Regions from separate parts of the Capsicum annuum genome. Here region 1 is linked to region 2. A link is a contact called in public Hi-C data. All regions are on one chromosome and are shown on one strand. The core of a region is the stretch at or near the end of the contact, and the rest is flanking DNA. Distances in the headings are between cores, read along the strand shown.

Region 1 (2,700 bases), core at 167-2,666, 300 kb after region 2:
GATTTTTTTAAAATTAGTCAAACAAATTTAATCCGCCGGAAACCACACTTTATGGATTTTTGAAATTGCCTAACACCTTCTTTCGAATTTATTTGAATCCTTACCTAGACTCAGGTTATTTTTTTAAGATTTTCTTTTAAAACCATCTTTTCTAAATGATTTCTAAATTTTCCTAAAATTAAGTGGCGACTCTACAACAACAACAACAACAACACTATTTTTCTAAAAATATTTTTTACAAATAAAAATAAAATAGACTTTTTTTTCCACCATAAAGTTATGAAATATTTTTGACTTTCATAAATGGATCATAACAATTGGTTCAGTAAAATCTCTATTTGAGAAGTTGGATTAAATTTTGGTAGTTGAATAGTACTAAATGATGATTTAGTTATTTTAGTTGCACTACTGAACTCAAACATGTTTAGTATTTGTTTGATTTTTAATTAATTGTGTGTCTTACTTTGCTCCTAGCCTTATTAAGGACCTTGTCTCTTTTTCTGCAATTTTCACTTTTAAGAACGCTGAAGGAGAGCTTTGGAGTAACTGATAAAGTTATTGCCATGTGACCAATAGGTTATGGGTTCAATCCTTGGAAACAATCTCTTGCAGAATTGCAAGGTAAGGCTGTGTACAAAAGACTCTTGTGTCCAGCCCTTCTCTGGACCCTGCTGCGCACAGTGGAAGTTTTAGTTCACCGAGTTTCCCTTTAAGAACGCCAAGTCTAATATATTTACTAAATCAATAAGGCATTTTATCAATTTTTGATCCTTAACGATTCGATTTTCGATTTAACCGATAAGAAAATGCCCATGAAAATAATAGCAATTTGGCATAATGATTTTCAATATTGTGTAACAGTGCCAACTCACATGACATTAATAAGAATGCTCACAATATAAAAAATAGCAGCTAACATGACATATGCCTTGTAGTGCTAAATTTCACAAAATAAGAAGTTTACCATCTTGTTCACAAACTATGCAACAAGTAGATTTAATGATAATTATCAAAAATGCCTTAAACATCCTCTTCATATATTATAAAATGAAGCATCACATATGCCTGACAGAGCCATAATCCATAATAAAGTGAATAAGTTTTTAGGATATTAAATAGGTTTCTAGAGATTAAAGAGAAATTAAGTGAAGGCAAGTAATACAAATGTATAAATAGGGGTAAAGTATTATTTTAATATATTTTTATTGAGTTATCGATTTATTCAATAATTTAGTATAATAAAATTAAAATCAAATCAATATCCTAATAAAAAAATATTAAAAATTCATTCACTCAATAAACCAATAACATTTTATGAATTCGAAAAATAATAGATTTTGCCACGTGGATATAGTGGGCCCGTAGTTCCACGAAATAACACACACTTTGCCAATCACTGTGCGGATTTCAACCATGTTAAAAACACTATTTTAGGGCTAAAATTTCTGTTCCGAAGAATTTCACTCAGCTCCCCCTTTTATCTTTGGTTTGCTTGTCTTTTATTTATTGAGTCCTTCTCTGAGTAAACTCTTTTACCTTACAAAATTTTGATCATGGATACCGACGTCGACATGTACGATGGAAGCGATGTGGATTACAGTGACGATGACGGCCTCATCAACTGTGGAGACAGTGACGCCGGCGATGACATCATCGATAACGATTCCGATGATCTTCCCCCTGAAAAAAACTACGTCGTTTTGTCCGTCGATGATATTGGCCGTCTCATGGACGATGATATCTGTAAAGTTTCGTCTGTCCTGTCAGTTTCGAAAACTGAAGCATCGGCTTTACTCCGGCGGTATAATTGGAGTGTAAATAAAGTTCACGAAGAATGGTTTTCGGATGAATCCAATGTTCGAGAAGCTGTTGGTTTGAAAATACAGGAGGAAAAAGTTGTTCAATTTCGGGAATCAAAGGAGGTAACTTGTGGAATTTGCTTTGAGGATTATTCTTCTTCCGATGGAATTTTGGCTTCTGGTTGTGGTCATCCTTTCTGTGTTGAATGTTGGCAAGGGTATATTTGTAATTCAATAGCTGATGGTCCTGGATGTTTGAATTTGCGATGTCCAGAACCCTCTTGTAAAGTTGCTGTCACGCAGGATATGATCGATAAGTTAACGTCTGATGATGATAAAAACAAGTATTATGGATTTCTTTTTCGTTCTTATGTTGAGATAAACAGGAAGATTAAGTGGTGTCCTGCTCCCGGATGCAACTTCGCAGTTGAATTTGATATAGGGAGTGATAATTGTGAAGTTATATGTGGTTGTTCTAATTATTTTTGCTGGAATTGTACAGGGGAAGCTCATCGTCCTGTTGATTGTGATATGGTGGTTAAGTGGATGGAGAAAAATAATGCGGAATCAGAGAACACGAATTGGATTCTAGCTTACACAAAGGCTTGTCCTAAATGCAAGAGGCCGATTGAAAAGAACGCAGGGTGTATGCGAATGACTTGTAGAGACCCTTGTAAGTATCAGTTCTGTTGGCTGTGCCTTAATTCTTGGGAAACTCATGGGTATAATCCATGTAACAAGTACACGCCAGGGAACGAAGATGAGCTAAAGAAAGAAATGGCCAAGCAATCTATTGAGAAGTACACACATTATTACGAGAGATGGGCTGCTAATGAGAAGTCAAGGAAAAAAGCTGTAGAAGATTTGAGGAGAATGGGGGAAGTAAATGTTAAGGTGCTGA
Region 2 (2,700 bases), core at 199-2,698:
AAGTAATTCAAATTATTAACTATATTAGAAAAACAAACAGTAAATAGAAAAAATGATTCAATATCAATTTTATACCAATTTAATACCAAAAAAAAATTAAATATTTGCAAGTTTGTATGTGCTGCTATAGTCCATGAATACAACTTTGTTACTACCACATCATGTAAACGCTTATTAGAAAAAATAAAAAGAAATAAAAATCGGGGATGATAGACATGATCACTAAGTGAGAAAATAACATATAAATGACCAATCATTCGGCAACAAGTACTAAGAATTCATTGATATGCATGTTGATATGTGAATTTATCAGAAGAAGCTACTTAAATGGTGTATAAGAATTTGATGAACTAAAAGTCTGTATGCTTTTTCTGTAAGATGAAAGATATCCCAAAAAATATAATCGGAATCATCGGAACACGCCGATGTACATAACTCTGCAACTTCTATTTTCCCTGTCTCACAACATCTGTTTTCTGCTACTTTGAATCCTGCACGGTCATATAAAGAAAGAAACGGAGATCTTATCGATATTCAGGAAAAAGGCAGCCATATTTGTACCATATTTCTGAGGGTTGTTGATGACATCAAGTGAAAGATTATATATATCTACATACAACAATCTTGAATTAGGTACTTTGTTTTCCAGAAAACTTAAGTCATCTACCAACTTGCTGTTGAACAATTGTGTTGCTTGGTTCAAATAATCAACATGTTTCCTTTCTTCTCCTCCTCTCAGTGTTCTTTGTGATGGCATGCATCCGATTGGTGGTATGCCAATAAATATTTAAATTCGTTTAGAAGGCGTAAAAAAATTAACAAACCTGAAAAAACCCATCTCCCTCCATGACGGATCATAATTGAATGCAAATTAACAGAATTCATAATTTTTATCTAAAGAAATACTTGTGTTTTGCTTTTCTATCAAATTCTAATCAACATAGAATGCGTTTTTTGTTTGATGGTAGAAAGAAATCGTGTAAAAAGTGACAAGTAGTGTATGAAGATGCAAACTCTTAATGCAAACATTAAAGTAGGAAGATAAATAACGGTTTGAGGAATTAGGGGTGGATAAATATCAGCAATTAAGGTTAACTACTTTTAAAGAAGGCAAATTGTACATTAATTGTATTAAATATTAATTTTCCCTTTTCAGTAATTGCTTTTCTATATTTTCAACAAAAGAAAAAAAAAACTTTTTATATATTTTTTTAAGATAAAAGTTGCTATAAACTTGAAAACTTAAAAGTTTTGCTATAAGTTATAATAACTAATCTAATAAGTTTATATAGTTAATTTTCCCTAGATTAAAAGATGTAAAATCCCCAACCCACAACCTGCCCCACGTGATATTTCTAAAAAAACATTTAAGCCCGCCCCACCCTTAACAAAAGCTCAAACCCACATTGCCCTCAAACATTGTAACCCCGCCTGCAACCTACACCCGCACCGTCCCATTGTCAACAACATACCCAATGTATGATCTAAGGGTAGAGTGTACGCAAATCATACCACTACTTCAAGCAAAGTAGAGAAGCTATTTCCGATAGACCCCCGACTTAGGACCAATAACAATGTAACAAAAACAAAAAATAAGTACATATAAACTAGTACGATATGCACCGTCCCATTGTCATCCCCACATAGATGGAACTTGCCGTTGTGAAATTCCATGGCACCTATTACCCTTATACAATGAAATAATCACCTCCACTTAATATTTCTTGTTAACTACCGAAGGCTGCAACTGGAAAATTGTCCGGCTTGAATCAGACTACTACAAATTCAGAAGTAAATAGCAAACAAAACTCCAAGACCTAAAGGCAAGAAAAGATCACAATCAAAGCAACAAATAACCATCATTTATAATTTAATCCTCGTACCATCCCACGATGTAAAGAATTCCAATATGACTGGACCAAAACTGTGACAAGAGCGTCTCCCTGACGACCCTTGAGCTTAAAACTCATTTGATGAAAAAATAACTCTCAGCAAACCATAATCACCAACAGATCCTTACTGAAGGATGGACTCAAATGCAACACTTATAATATACACATCCTACAAAAAGAGGAGTTTCCCGCCTTTGCTCACTCTTTCAACCAAAGAACAGGCTGATGCATGACCTCAAGAATGAAATGTGTTCATAAGAAAGAATTGATAAACAAATATTTCATACACACGAAGCAACAGCCTAGCAGCTTCCATCGCATCGGAGATTGTCATCCTCCACAACACTACGATGATAGAATGGATTGCAGAGCTATCTGCTGCTGAGGCTGCAAGGAAGACCATGTTGAGGCCAGGGTCGCTGGTGGTAATGTTTGCTGAAGCTGTCTTAGTAAATTAATCATCCGACTAGCAGTTTGCTCGGTTGCAAGGTCCTTACCAGTACATAGAACCTACAGAAGAAGCATATAGGCATTTACACAACGGCAGAGGCTACATGAAAATCAATACGATGAAGTAAAATTAAATAGGACAATCATGTTAGCTAGCTGATCAATCATCTACGGATGCAATGAGGGGAAAAACAAACACCGCCACCACCCACCCCACCCAAAAAAAAAATCACTGGAGCACCTAAATAAGAGATCAGGGAGCGGGTATTCCCCATCATCTCCTCCTCCACTCCCCCCCACCAAAAGAAAGCAAAAAAGCAAACCACTATCTGAAAATTTCAAAATAGACACTGGTTCA

Evidence for each region. Hi-C and Micro-C count contacts between places; a contact is called where the count stands out from the background.
Region 1: a Hi-C map of leaf shows a contact between it and region 2, with 2.5 times the contacts expected there. The contact joins the promoter of LOC107878552 here to the enhancer-like site in region 2. A contact is called at or near these places in 2 of 5 Hi-C or Micro-C datasets (leaf and placenta).

The regions. Positions count from the first base shown.
Region 1 is chr1:86,223,123-86,225,822 of UCD10Xv1.1, forward strand. It overlaps LOC107878552 (probable E3 ubiquitin-protein ligase ARI7), which reads left to right and starts at 1,417. Exons shown (of 1, transcript XM_016725575.2): 1 at 1,417-2,700. The coding sequence starts at 1,554.
Region 2 is chr1:85,927,538-85,930,237 of UCD10Xv1.1, forward strand. It overlaps LOC107878062 (importin-5), which reads right to left. Exons shown (of 20, transcript XM_016724935.2): 20 at 1,841-2,402. The coding sequence ends at 2,238. Among protein-coding and RNA genes, the nearest start is that of LOC107878062, 12 kb to the right of the region's middle. Within about 2 kb of position 1,449, at least 2 of the 5 cell types and tissues checked have an H3K27ac peak or open chromatin away from gene starts, as enhancers often do. A contact at or near this core is called in leaf, where this site is marked.